Regions from separate parts of the Mus musculus genome. Here regions 2 and 3 are each linked to region 1. The links are chromatin contacts, called in public promoter capture Hi-C maps. All regions are on one chromosome and are shown on one strand. Each heading gives the region's core, a stretch centred on a gene start, on an enhancer-like site or on the middle of the called end of the contact. The rest is flanking DNA. Distances are from core to core; before and after follow the strand shown.

Region 1 (4,936 bases), core at 1,568-4,067:
GAACCCAGATCTCTTGACCTCTAAAAGTCAAAACCATCATACATCAAATGAGCCTTCAAGTTAAATTCCAGCAAACTTATTGGCTAAGACACCTAATTTGTGCACCCTGTTATGATGGAGATGATGAGGGTGAATAAACAGTTATTGAGCTTACAGAGGTGGTTAAATCTAAGGCCTACGTGAACTACTACTACAAAGCATCATTTAACTGTCACTCAGGAACGATGAAGCGTTTGCTCCAAAAAGGAAACTACCATTCCTAGTCTCAAGAAATAGGAATGTAGTAGGGCTGGAGAGTGATCAGCTCAGCGGCTAAGATCACTGATTGCTCTTCCAAAGGTCCTGAGTTCAAATCCCAGCAACCACATGGTGGCTCATAACCATCTGTAACAAAACCTGACGCCCTCTTCTGGTGTGCCTGAAGACAGCTAAAGTGTACTTACATATAATAATAAATAAATCTGTGGGCCAGAGTGAGCAGAGGGCCTGAGTTCAATTCCCAGCAACCACATGATGGCTCACAACCATCTGTACAGCTACAGTGTATTCATATACATAAAAAAATAAATAAATCTTTAAAAAAAAAGAAATAGGAATGTAAAAGCTGGACAGTGGTGGCGCACACCTTTGATCCCAGCACTTGGGAGGCAGAGGCAGGATTTCTGAGTTCAAGGCCAGTCTATAGAGCGAGTTCCAGGACAGACAGGGCTACACAGAGAAACCCTGTCTCGGGAGGAAAAAAAAAAAAGAAAAAAGAAAAGAAAGAAAAAGAAACAGGACTGTTAAACAGAATGTCATCATCAGATTCTCCCTAACTTGTCAATATAGAAAAAGTATAAACACCCAACAATTGAATCTTTCTCTTTCTTTCTTTTTTCCTTCCTTTCGACCCAATCTCGCAGCATAGCCTTAGCTGTCCTGGAACTCTGTACTCCAGGTTGGCCTTTAACTCTCAGAGGTCCATCTGCCTCTGCCACCATGTCTGACCATGGAGAACTTGTTTTCTTTCTTTCTTCCCCCCCCCCCCCACACACAGGGTTTCTCTCTTTCTCTGTGTAGCCTTGGTTGTCCTGGAACTCAGAAATCCACCTGCCTCTGCCTCCTGAGTGCATGGATAACGTGTAACAACCAAATTTATTTTATTTGTTTTTGAATAAAAATCCCCATGGTGACAGATTTCAAAATCTTTCCCTTCCATGTAGTCTTCTCCATAAGTTTCCATTTACCAAGGAAGGTTAGCACTGCCCAAAGAATCTAAATTACCACTGTATACACAGCAAGTACCAAGCATGAAAGAAATGTTCCTATGTTAAATGCAATAATATAATTTTGCAGAAATAAACTTACCAAACCCTAACTACAGAGATCAGCAGTTAGGATTTCTGTCTCCTATCACGTCCTAAGATTAACCACAATGAAAGAGACTATAGCTACTGTGTGTGATATACCTGCAGACATGTTCAGGACCATATTAATCACAGGTATCTGAAATCTAAATCAAGGTCCTCTCAATTTTAGAAGAGTCAAATTACTAAATGAAAAACTGCTAGAGAAATCCAGTGTGAACTTGCTAGGCTGATATGGTTGCCTGGTGGGCGACTGTTAAAGCTGTAGAATACAATCACGGTAAAGGCGGCTGAGTTTCTTAGGACTTTTTATTTAAAAAACAATGAAGTGGACAAACATAAATTTAAGCACTAACCCCTATTAGAACAGCCATAATTAGGGGTTATAAAAACAAAACAACAACAAAAAAAAAAACCCACACCACTCAGTCACATTTTAGTTTCAGATTCTAAAAACGGTTTAGCTTAAATAACATGAAAAGTGCCCCCCAAATTAATTTCTCATCTGTAAAATCTGTATTAGTTAAGCATCCTGCACTTTACCTGATGACCCTACCTCCTGCACCTACCTTGACTTGGATTTGAACACAGCAAAGTGTCTGCCTCGCAGTCCTCACTAACCTCGACTGCTGTTAAAAACACAAAGAAAGGTGTCAGCTTACAGTAAGACGTCCGCAAAGTGAAAAATACTCGAAAGTAATGCCACAGAAAGCAACATTTTTTTTTAATTTAGAAAAGCGATGCCTACAAATGCCTAGGAAAAGCTTAAGGAGCAAGGGGTTCGGAAAAAAGGCGCGCGCGCGCGCGCGTGCAAGGGTGGGGTGGAGGGTGTTTCATGAACTTAGCACCAAAAGCCAAGGGGTCTGAACTAGCAAACTTCCCACTTTCGTTTCAAATAACAAAACAACAACAACAAAAAATCCATAGCTCCAGGGGCCCCACAGGCCCTCTAGGAATTAATGGCCTTGAAAGGCTAGGGAGGAGCATCCGACAAAGCAAAGCGCCTCCTCCTCTAACCTCGACTTCAGGGCCTTAGTATAATAGACCCCACACCCTGTGGCCCAGGGCGTTCAAGAAGCCAACAACTTAGGGCCACTAAAATTGGGGGTGAGCAGCACAAAGAGTCTGGGCAAGGAAGCAAGAAAAGCATTGGCTAATGCCCGCGGCGGGGAGCAGGGAGCGCTCTGGCCCCCATGGGTGGGCTGCGAAGGCCTTGTGCGGAGGGGGAAAGGCCTCCCGGGCCTTCGGAACCCATAGCCCGTGTGCAAACTCGGCCTCGCCCCAACCCCTCCCTTTCCAGAGTGTCGCAGGAAGCCCCACCGCATCCCTAAGCAACCAAAGAGCCATCCCCAAACTCACCCTCTGGCCACAGTTCTTTGCTCGGAGTATGGGCGACGCTGCACGGCCTCCACCGTCCCGAGAAAAGAGCGCGCGACCGCCGGAAACGAGCCGACGGAGCTCGGTACCTCCCGAGGGGGGGGGGGGTCAATTTTGGATTCCCGATTGGCTATGTGAACTGCCAGTCAAAGTTTATCTCCCGAGAAAGTCTCATTAGTCCGCCATTTCTTAACGTTTATTGGCTACCGACTGTCAAAGCCTTGGGTTCGTGTGAACGACAGATGGGGACAAAGAGCGAGGCTTCGTAGCTTATGCGCATGCACTAGAGGCGCCGAGCACAAGACGGAAAAGGAAGGGGGAGGGGGAGCCAGCAGTGGAAGGTAGGGGGTCGGAAGGAGAGGCTCACCCGGCCCTACGGAAGGACTGAAAACCTAGCGGTGGGAGGAGGAGAGAAGAGAACTTGTGCGAGAGGAAGATCGGAGCGAAAAGGGGGGAAAATGTGCACGTAGGCGTGTGCTGAGAATTTATGCACTGCGCCTGTGCAAAATTAAGACTAACAATGTCATTGTATTCTATGTGGTAGAGCTAGCCGTTTGCTACTGAAAAAAAAAAATGTGCCCCGCCATGTTTCTTTTTTTCCACACTTCCTCAAAGCGTCTACCCTGACACCCTATACAGTTTTAGTTTCCTTTCTCAGTGCTGGGTATGTTTGGGAAGTGTAACTGAAATGGACATGATTGTAGAAACAGGCAGGAGGGCAAACGATTTTGACACTTTAAGCTCAGTGATTACCCAGAACTGTGACTAGCACCATTTCCATAGTAACCAGAGAACCCGATAGGCCAAACAGACTAAGGTTCCCATCGCAGAGAGACTCAACAGGTTGGTCGGCGGTGCCTGAACCAGTATGTTGGAGGTCTTCACATCAGACCTACTCTTTATCCCATAGGAGGCCTATCAGGTAATAATAACCTTCGTTATTCCATAATGCCTAGCTCTCCCAGGCGGTTAACCAAGGATTACAAGGTTCAATAGATAGGCACCAGTAGTTAATCCTCAGTAATTAATTCATACTCCTGATGGCAGATTATCTCAATAGGCATTACCTATACCTTGTATGGGGATACAATGATATGGAACTGTGCTGTCTAATAAGCCTCTTACAATGTTGGGAAGGTTCTGTGGCACCATTCAATACAGTAGTAGAGACTAGCTATATTCTACCCAATCCACCCCGTTTGCGTGTGCGTGTGCATCAACATATGGCTACAACTTACTATAGTGGGTATATTTATCCCAATGGTTCCCAAATTCTTTGAGATAAGATAGCACATTATTATGAAAAAAGAAAATGGGGGGGATCAAGATCAGATAATGCCCTTCAGTATGAAGTTTCAGCCCTACTACTGATCTCCTATATCCACTATCCAATTATGACAGCTGTTTACTACGTATGACTGTCACAATCAAACAGAAATGATTAAGCCTTTAACTTCTGTACTCAGGAGGCTGAAAAAGGAGCCTCCTTGCCCAGAAGGCCACCCTGGACTACACAGTGAGTAGCAAGGTATCCAGTACCTAAGACTCTGTCTCAACACAAAACAATAACAACAAAATTACACATACATGTATATGTATACATGATTTAAAAGGTGAATACTTTCTAAACCATGACCCTTTCTGTTTTCAAAAAAGATTTAATGGGGACTGGAGAGATGGCTCAGCAGTAAAGAGTGCTGACTGTTCTTCCAGAGGACTAGGGTACCTACCCCAGCTCCCATTGGTGGCTGGCTGGGACTCCAGTTTCCAGGAGATCTGACGCCCTCTTCTGGCTTCTGATGGTAATACATGCATGTAGTCCACAGACACATGGACTGTTTTAATTATTTTATGTGTGTATTTTGTCTGCATGTATGTAAGTGCATGTAGTGCCTAAGGAGGACAGAAGACAATGGTGGATCCCTAGAACTGGAGTTACAGATAGCCACCATGCAAGTTTGGGAATCCAACCTAGGTCCAGTGCTCTTAACCTCTGAGCTATCCCTGAAGCCCCAGCTGTGACTTTTTGTATGCAATGATTTTCTTGGAAAAAATAGTAACACGGGGCCTGGAAAGATGGCTTAGGAGTTAAGAGCACGTACTGCTTTTGCAGAGGAGCTGCTTACATTCCTAGCAGACACATGGCAGTTCACAACTATTTGTAACTAGTTTCAGGGCATCTAACACCTCTTCTGACCTCTTCAGGCTCCTGC
Region 2 (4,936 bases), core at 997-3,496, 730 kb before region 1:
GGAGCTGTTTAATGTAAGTTCCAGATGTTCTATCATTTTGTCTAAAAATACCTTATTGTTGGGGTCCAGGAATTGCCTCACAAACTACACGAACACCAGTCTCAGTCCAGATTCAGGAATTGAGCCATGACCGCGAGTTAAGATCCTACAGGGTTTTAAAGCCCTAAATCCACAAACATCTTTGCCAAGTTATTCTACCAGTCAGGATTAAGAAATAGGAGGATTTCCTCAGGAACATGTCTTTGTTGTACACTTATCTTACTCCCATTAGCTGGGATATTCACTGTGGCAGGGAATTTGTTTTGTCTAATATTCATGTCTTAACTTGCCAACCAGGATGTTAGTTCCCAGGGAAGTCTTAGGCACTTGAACTTTAATTGACCACTACTCAAAATGGAAGTCTTTTTTGATTTTTGTTTTTTTTGTTTTTTGAGACAGGGTTTCTCTGTATAGCCCTGGCTGTCCTGGAACTCATTCTGTAGACCAGGCTGGCCTCGAACTCAGAAATCTGCCTGCCTCTGCCTCCCGAGTGCTGTGATTAAAGGCGTGTACCACCACTGCCCAGCTCAAAATGGAAGTCTTATTCCAAATAGTTTATTATATTGGTGCAAGTGTCTCTTATGTTGGGGTCCATTTCTCAGGGAATCACAATGTCCATGTCCCCATCAGTATGTTTTGAGTCCTTGCTGGCCTCGAACTCATCATAATCCTATCTCAGTTTCCAGAGTTCTGGGCTTCAGGAGTGGCTTTCTTAGTAATATATAAACCAGAATAATTTTTGTTGGCTCTCGACCTCTTATGTATCTTTTCCATTTCCCTAAGGCCTGAGCTTTGCCTTTGAAAATGACTGCATCTTAACTAGAACTTCTGAAGGGGATAACCACATTATAATTGCACTTATTTGTTTATCTTCACAAAATGAAAGAAGCCATAGAGTCACAGAGCTAAGCAAATGCTCTACTACTGAGATATAGCCCCAGCACTCACAGGGTCTCACTAAGTGGCTTGGGTTGGCCTGAATGGATTTTGAATCTGTAATCCTTCTGCGTCAACCTCAAAGGTGCTGGAACCCTAGGCTTTGGTATCTCCACGAACAAAATAAGCCAATTCAGGCCAAATTAAAGTATAAAGGCAGGTTTATTGGGGGCAGCCTCCAGGCAGGTTCATTCACCATACAGGAGGGGGGTGTCAGTGAAGTCACCATGGAAAGATAGGCAGAGAAGGGGGAGAGAGAAAGCAGGCATGCAGAGAGAAAAGAGAGGGAAAACCAAAAAGGTCTGTATTACATAATGAAGAGCTGCTGGGTGGCCCAGCCTCTGGGTTGGAAAGTTCAGTGTAGAGGGTGGGGTTTGCCAGTCATGCCCTGTAACAAGGATGAAGGATGGTGGGAGAACCTGAAGGCCAGGTCCACTTTGGTATGTTATATATGCACCTCAGCTACTTGTCCCGGATCTGAAACCCAACAGGCTTGTGCCACCAAATCTAGCTATTATTATTTTTTTACATTTAATTTTTTCATCATTTCATATATGAGTAATCTGTAAGCCATTCATTCCCATTCAACTCTTATCATGTCCCCTTCCCAACCTCTCAAATACATAAATAACCTCTACTCTATTTGGTATTGCGTAAATAAGGGCGTGTGTGTTTGTGTGTGTACTTCTGAGACAGGGTCTTGTTTATATGCAAGCTCAGTCTGGACTAGATCTTGAGATCCTCCTGCCTCTGCCTCCTAAGCACTGTTATCAGAGGTGTGCACCACCACGAGCGGCTTAGGCTTTGTCTTTGAAAATCCTTCTTCAGTGTCAGCTTTAAGTTGCAGGATTGCACTTCTAGGTGTGTGAATTCCAAGTATGTTCAGTGCCAGGCACTGGCGGGGAGGAAAAGGGGGCAATGGAGACCTCTATGGGCCAGTACAATAAGACAGCCTCCACTCACAAGGACAAGAGAAACAAGCGCGCATTTTACTCACGCTCTTAACTCCTTCCCTTCGCTCTCATTACTCAACATTCACACTCACCGCCACGCAGTTAGGACGGAACTGAAACCACCACCGGTCACGTGAATCAGCAGCCCCCCCCCCCTCCAAAAAAAAAAAAAAAAAAACCCAAAACGTAAGGCCACTCTAGCTAACGTAGCTAGCTAGCGCCAGTGCTCGAGGGCGCAGGCGCAAGACCTTCCTGGGCGGGGCTCAGGAAACCGCGCTCGAGCGCCAGATCCCGGATTGGCCCGCCGCGAGGCGGGCAGTTGGCTCTACCAGTCTAGTGCGTGAGCCCAGCCTGGGTAAGGCGGGAGCGAGCGAAATTCAAGCGCGGTTTTAACTGGGAGTCTCCTTTCCTGGGCTCTCCGGATTCCCTGGCCATGGAGGCTTCCCAAGGCTTAGCGGAAGTGGAGACTTTGAGCCCACAACTGGCCGAGAGTTACCTGAGGTATGTTTGGGTCTCCGGACGGGTCGAACTTGCAGTCCCTGGCCTGGGGTTGAGGTGGAGTGGCTCCCACCTCCCCCTAGGATCTGCTGTGGCTTTGACCAGATTTCTATTTCGGGGAGCTCGCCCTGCCAAGTCACTCGTAAGTCAAATAACTCTTGAGTATGAACTCTTTAAGAGCCTGAATTTTAATTAACTGATGAAATCTTTGAGTCTTTCTAACTCGCCAACCGCCAGACCTGGGAGAAAAGAGGAAAAATAGTCCCTAAGTTGTTAGCAATTGGGTAGTGAAAATGGGATCTGAAACAGAAATACTTTATGGTGTTTGATGGATGCTGTAAAATGTTTTATTTCCCGACCAGAGTGCTGCCATTAAAAGAAAGGGGGTCCAGTTACGAAGGGAAGACATATGCCCCCAAAGGAACCATTAAGCCCAGTGAATGAATACGCTTTCACCAGATGCCTAGGTTGGAATATTTAACTATTAAAAATTGTAGTGCAGGGCTGGAGAGATGACTCAGAGGTTAAGAGCACTGACTGCTCTTCCAGAAGACCCAGGTTCAATTCCCAGCACCCACATAGTAGCTCACAACCATTATGTAACTCCAGTCCTACAGGATCCTATGTTCTGGTACCTATGTGATGTACATGCGCCCCCCCACCCCCGCCCCGCGCGCGCATATGCAAAACACCCGTCTATGCCTATATAATTTTTAAAAGACTACATAAAATATTAGCAAAGGATTTGTAGACATTTCTCTTAAAAAACACATAATGGCAAACAGGCACATGAAAAGGTTGCTCAAAACCACCCCTAAGTAGAGGAAAAAAGATCACAACTATAATGGGGTGTGTGCCATCCCCTCCTGAGACTGAAGATACAGAGGGTTGTGAGCCACCATGTGGGTGCTGGGAACTGAACCAGAGTCCTCTGAAAGAGCAAGCACCTAGTCCTCTTAACTACAGAGTCCTCTCTACAGTATGTAGATTTATGTTGTTAACTTGTAGGGTTTTTTTTCCTTGGAGACAAGGTTTCTCTGTGTGGATCAGGCTGGCCTTGAACTCACAGAGACCCACATACCACTAACTTTTGCTCAGTGCTTGGATTAAAGGCTAGCGCCATCACTGCCAGGCATAGGTTTTGTTTTTTTTTGTTTTTTTTTTTTTTGAGGCAGGCTGCTCTTGAACTCTATCCTTCTCTCTGAGTCCACATAGTGATGGAATTACAGGTACATAGCACCATGTTCCAGTGAATCAACGATCAGTCAGTGGACAGAGCCACCAGTACTCTAAGTAGAGTTTTCCCTCGAGGGACCTCCTCTTAGATAAAAATGGAGAAAAGAATTTCAAGACATACCAGAGGGAAGCAAAGTTAATGAGTCTCTAAATAAACCTGGAGTCTTGTAAGACAGCCCATGGGCGTATGCTTCACAAGAGAGTTGACTCTCGGGGGTCTTCACAGTGGCCACCACTATAAAAAAAGTAAGTGGCTTTCCAAGTTTAATATCACAAAGGATGTAATTTACTATAAGGCTTAAAGATTAAATCACTCTTAAAATGTAATTAAATTAAAAAATAGACGAGCTGGCTTACTTGTTTTTCTCCAAGGATGCTCCTTTACAACTGAAATTCTAAGGTGGTTTTCTTAGGCTCATTGTTTGGATTTAGGATGAGAAGAGTGCTCAGTCAGTGAAACTCAAGAAGTTCATGCAACTTCTGGCCTGAAATAAACAGTTTGTTTGCTGTTTTTTTGGTCTGGTTTGGTTTGGTTTTTCGATACAGGGTTTCCCTGTGTAGCCCTGGCTGTCCTGGAACTCACTCTGTAGACCAGGCTGGCCTTGAACTCAGAAATCCACCTGCCTCTGCCTCCCGAGTGCTGGGATTAAAGGCGTGCACCACCACGCCAGGCTCTGAAGGCATTTTTTTTTAAAGATTTATTTATCATATGTAAGTACACTGTAGCTGTCTTCAGACACATCAGAAGAGGTCTCATGACGGATGGTTGTGAGCCATCATGTGATTGCTGGGGTTTGAACTCAGGACCTTTAGAAGAGCAGTTGGTGCTCTTAACCACTGAGCCATCTCTCCAGCCCCGGCATTTTTTTTTAACAGTTTTTTTTTTTTTTTTTAATCTATATTAGTGGTCTGTGTGCACGGATGCGGTGTCTGACAAAATAGATGACTAGAGAGACAACCGTGGGTACTGGGAACCAAACTCTTATATTTTGGGGTGTGAGCCTAGCCTTTAATGCCTGAGCCATCTCTCCAGCCCTTTTGAGGTTCTCTTATCCTTTCCCTTTACACCATTTAACACAATAGTTGTACCATATGCCTTGCTGCTACCAGTTACTACCGTCCTTCTGGTACTGACTACCTTTCAGAGACATGGAGAGATCCTGTTGTGTTTTTTTGTTTGTTTGTTTTTGGCTTTTTTTCAAGACAGTGTTTCTCTTTGTAGCCCTGGCTGTCCTGGAACTCACTCTGTCGAGCAGGATGGCCTCGAACTCACA
Region 3 (4,936 bases), core at 1,065-3,564, 690 kb before region 1:
ATACTTTACATGGAAAAGAGGAGACACATAAGATAACTCACCTTTACTGCATTGCCACCACCTTTAGGACCCTGAGACTTCTTGTCAGCACTGTCACTCCCAGAGGCTGCACCTCCTTTAGAAAAGAGAGGATAGGAACTCATTTCGACTGTACTTTGACATTTATAGATAGGTCCAACTCATAACACAAGGTAACCCATCCATTACAGCCCCAAGTTCCAAAAGGCTACATGGTGAGTCATGCAATCAAGTTAACTTACTCTGTGACTCATCTCTAATAACAGGAAATGTGCCGAACAAAATACTTCACAGAAAACAGATAAAGAAATGAGTGTGGGCATGGATGCAGGCACTCCAGAAGCCTGGGCCAGATTCTTTAGACTCCATTCCAAATCTTGCCTTCTAACTTAACACTGCCATTATATAAAATAATACAATTTCTATTATATTCTGTGACAGTGTGTTTGACACCTGAAATTCTAACATGCAAAATCTCCAACAATGCATTTTGAGGGGTTTGGTTTTATTTCAGAGTGCTTGGTGTGTGTGTGTGTGTGTGTGCATTCTTTTCCCCTTCAGTCTACCACAACAGCTACTGATATCCTCCTGGAATCTGCTACATTCAGGCTATCAAGCATTGGTAGCACATCTTACTTCTTTTAAGTTTTGTGTCGAAGGCAGCATATTAAGTGTTAGAGGCCAAGGTGTCTAAGATTAAATTAAGTATTTAGTTTAACAACTGTTTCCTAAATAATTCCCCAGTTCAAGTTCTTGGGGGTACACAGTGAATAGGATTCAAAGCCGCAGCCAAGGAGCTCGTATCCCAGTGAGGAAGAGAGACCACATTCTGAGAGTCCGACAAGCGAGAAATTGTGGAAGGGAACACATATGTCAGCTAGCCAGGTACCACCTGATGGATGAACAGGAGCTGAGCAGCTAAAGGACAGTGTACCCCTGGTGACCTCACACTCAGGTCCTCCTCAGCCTCCCACTGCTGTGGCATGTCTCTGCAGTGCCTCACCCATTTCTCAGACCTTTCTTTACAACATCTTGGTTCCTTGGACCTCTGGGGTATCACTCTACTACACTCCATTTATTTGTCTCTTCTCTGGGTTCCTACAACCACAATCTTAGTTCAGGCCAACTCTCTCTCTTACCAGAACTACTGAAATCATCTCTCTCTCTCTCTCTCTCTCTCTCCCTCACTACTCTCCCCTCTCTGTTTGTTTGTTTGTTTTTAAGACAGGGTTTCTCTGTGTAGCCCTGGCTGTCCTGGAACTCACTCTGTAGACCAGGCTGGCCTCGAACTCAGAAATCCACCTGCCTCTGCCTCCCCAAGTGCTAGGATTAAAGGTGTGCGCTACCGCTGCCCGGCTTGAAATCATCTCTTTAAAGGACCTCCTGGCCCCTAACCAACCTTAATTAACACCATATACAGCACACCTCATGATTTAGTTTTCTTCTGTTTTAATTTCCCCAACTTGCTTATTTGTTTTGAAGTTTTACTTCAGCGATGCTATACTAAACTGCCTTTGGGGCTGGCCTCTCCGGGTTGAGGACTCTTTACCCTATTGCTGCTGCTTATCTCAGCCTGCCCAAAGTATCTCCAGTTTGTTTCTTTACCCTCTTTCCACCTTCTATAACATAACTCTCACAACTACATTCGGCACAGTACTTAGAGGCTACTATCTTCCCCACATTGTCCAGCGATGAATAAGAGTTGTCTTAGTTTTCTAGCCTGAAAGCACAATGTTGTCCCCAACAACGGTCTTCAAGAAGCGAGTCCCTCCTCATGTGTGTGTGTAGGGGAGGGGAGGGGGGGGGAGGTACGTCCTGTTAGTTGTTAAGAGGCCTAGATGGACTAGATTGATCACTAGTGTAGGCTTCCTTTTATTGCTGGCGTTTCATCAGATTCAATTTTAGTGGGAATAAACCCCAGGTCACGAGGAACCATCCCCAGCAGCTTCTATTGCCCGCCACGAGGGTCCCTGCACTGAAACCTCATGGATACCCTGAACCACAGCAGCTCCTCACGCACTGATCTTTCCTTACCACAAGAAGCCCAAACATAAACCACAGCGGCTCAGGGTGCTCCCGGTGGCCCTGCTGTCCGGCTTATGATCACCTCCCTCCCCCACCCCACACAGCTGCAGGTCTACTCCTGTCCTTCTCCCCATCCACCCCTACGCTCGCTCCATGACTGTCTCGGCAGGTCTACCTTTCCCTCCTTTTCCAGAACCACTTTTCCCCTTCGGCGGCATCTCTTAAGCTGGCGGATGAACTCTCCGGCAACTGTTCCGGTGCTAGCAAAAGGACCCCTCAGGCCCCACAGGTATGTCCTCCGCAATGCCTGAAAGCAGCGTCACAATCAACTATTTCTGCTGCGGTTCCAGAATCAGGCATAGCTTGGAACAGACCCAGTCCTTTGGTTCTTTGACCTATAGGAGCTAGAGATGTTAGACCAATGAGAAGCCGAAGCCTTACGGGGAGGCGGGAACAAAGGTTGCCCAGAGACGAGAAAGCGCAGCCTCTATTCTGTTCTTCAAAGCTTTTACTTGCCCTCATTTGCACTTGTTCTTTGCTCTCTCTCGCCCCGCCCACTTTTTTGTGCATGCGCAGTGCGAGCCTCAGGCCACTGCAGTTCTTTGGCGTGGGCTTTTGCTTTGGGGATTCTAGACAAAGGGACAGCAGAGGGAGTTTAGATAATGGCCTTCTTCCGTCCTCTCTCCGACTGACACAGACCTGCACTCCCTAATGGCTTTTCTTACTTACTTGTTTGTTTATATTTTTGCAGCAGTAGTTGATGGGGTACAAAAGATGGAATTTTTTTTTTAAAGCCTATCATCCCATTGCCTGTGACAGGCAGAAGTCTGTCATGGAGAAACATTGGAAGCAGCCTAAATTAATTTTAAAATAACGATTATAAGCTGTGTGTACAGAAATAGCCTTAAGGAAGATTATAGACCAAGATGTAGAATGTGATTTTTTAAAGTTATATATCCTGGAGAACATAATCTATGCACCTAAAAGACAAACAAGGCATTAATGCTGTTCAGCAGGATAGCATGTGACCACTCGTGTCAATCTATATAGTATTCATGTCTCTGTATTTTTCCAGAGTTCTTTTCTTTTTTCCTTCCTTCCTTTCTCTTTCCTTCCTTCTTTGCTTCCTTTCTTTTTTCTTTTGATACAGGGTTTCTCTGTATGTAGCCCTGGCTGTCCTGGAACTCACAGAGATTTGCCTGCCTCTATCTTCTAACTGCTGGGGCTTAAGATATGTGCCACCACCTTCCAGCTCAAAGTTTGTATGACAGCACAGCATAAGGCAATTTAAAGCTTGGATTCTGGAGGCACATGACCTGCTTTAAAACCCCTTCTACTAGTCCTGTGACCTTGAAGACGCTCTTGGGCTCAGTTTCCATCTTCTGCGAGATGGTGTTGTTAAAGTATCTGCTTATGGAGTATCATGAGAAATAATTTCATAGTCGATGACTAACTGGGGGCGTTTACTTAAGATGAATAGCTTTTGAATTTGCATCCCAATGTGCTCTTGATCTCTCTTTCTCACTCAGTCTCTCTTTTTGAGACCAGGTCTTGCTTAGTAGCCTAGACTGTTCTGGAACTTACTATGTCCTCCTGCTTCTGCCTCTCAAGTGGTGGGAATCATGTGCCACTTGGATACATTTTTCTCTTTCCCCCACAATCCTCCCCTCCTCTACCAATAATTTTCGTATATGACATCTTTCCCTCTATTCCATGAGATCACTGTCCTATCTTGGCTATCTGACTCAGCTTAGTTTTTGTCTGTTTTTGCAATACTGGTGATCAAATTCATGGCCTCACCAAGGCCAGGCAAGAGCTTTATGGTTGAGCCACACCCCAGGCTAAAATTTTGTTGTTGTTGTTGTTTGTTTGTTTTAGATAGGATCCCACTATGCAGCCCAAACTGGTCTTAAATTTCCAATCCTCTCACTTCTGCCTACTGAATGCTAGATTATAGGCCTGTCCCACCAACCTAAGCTAAATTTAGCTTTTGAATAGTCTCTGCTGGATGTGGAGGTGACTCGTGGGCCCCTTTGTTTTATGATGCTATGACTTCTGGATGAATTTTGGTCCCTCCTTATTTCAGATTGATAGTATCAGCTGTGGAGAAGGTTCCCGATATGGAAGGGATCATTGCTTTTCCACATCAGAAATGGAACCCCAACCCCCATCTACTGACTTCCCAGGTCTGGTTGAGAGATGGGGTGGGGTAGTCAACAGTAATATGGTTGATTCTTGCTTAGGGCCAAGTGGATCAGATTATGTCTTTGTGTTTGCTTTTGCTTTGATTTTAGTTGGGACTGGCCTTCCCTGTAAGCAGTGGCTGCACCAGTGTTGGAGTGGGAACGTGGCAAGCCAGCATTCAAGCCTCAGTGAAAAGTCATTATGAAAGCTGGCCATGGTGGTACACACCACTCTAGCACTAAGGAGGTTGAGGCCAAAAGATCGAGGTCAGCCTGGGCTACACAGCTAGGATCTGTCAAACAGGGGTGGGGGTGTTAAAAACAGGCTCCAGAGCTACGGTTTAGTCAGTGAAGTGCCCACCATGCAAGCGTGAGGACCTGAGTGTGGCAGTATATGCTCATCATCTCAGTGCTAGGGAGTCGGTCACAGGAAGATCACTCATCTATCTGAAACAGCAATTCCCAGGTCCCAGTGACAGACTTGATTTCAAAAAGATGGAGAACTCTTGAGGAATGACTCTCAAGGTTGACCTCTGACCTCCACATGCTCACACACTTATGTGCATATATGTGTACATGCACCCACACACATGCAGAACAGGACAAAACTTGAATGGATGATACAGCTGACTTGGAACCTTGTGAAACTGTATTGCAGTAGATAATCATGGCTACAAAGACAATAATCAAGCCTGTGTGTATGACTGAAT

Evidence for each region. Promoter capture Hi-C pulls out the DNA fragments that hold promoters and counts their contacts.
Region 2: a promoter capture Hi-C map of erythroid cells shows a contact between it and region 1, with 3 times the contacts expected there. The contact joins the promoter of Ercc6l here to the promoter of Nono in region 1. A contact is called at or near these places in 3 of 39 promoter capture datasets (erythroid cells, liver and pre-B cells), 1 of 115 datasets of contacts at active chromatin or transcription factors (memory CD8 T cells) and 3 of 9 other capture datasets (adipose tissue, liver and pancreatic islet).
Region 3: a contact with region 1 is called in a promoter capture Hi-C map of pre-B cells, with 4 times the contacts expected there. The contact joins the promoter of Pin4 here to the promoter of Nono in region 1. A contact is called at or near these places in 4 of 39 promoter capture datasets (the C10 cell line, erythroid cells, liver and 1 more).

The regions. Positions count from the first base shown.
Region 1 is chrX:101,427,532-101,432,467 of GRCm38.p6, reverse strand. It overlaps Nono (non-POU-domain-containing, octamer binding protein), which reads right to left and starts at 2,817. Exons shown (of 12, transcript NM_023144.2): 1 at 2,706-2,817; 2 at 1,916-1,975.
Region 2 is chrX:102,154,401-102,159,336 of GRCm38.p6, reverse strand. It overlaps Ercc6l (excision repair cross-complementing rodent repair deficiency complementation group 6 like), which reads left to right and starts at 2,246. Exons shown (of 2, transcript NM_146235.3): 1 at 2,246-2,429. The coding sequence starts at 2,362.
Region 3 is chrX:102,116,847-102,121,782 of GRCm38.p6, reverse strand. It overlaps Pin4 (protein (peptidyl-prolyl cis/trans isomerase) NIMA-interacting, 4 (parvulin)), which reads right to left and starts at 2,314. Exons shown (of 4, transcript NM_027181.2): 1 at 2,219-2,314; 2 at 42-115. The coding sequence starts at 2,261.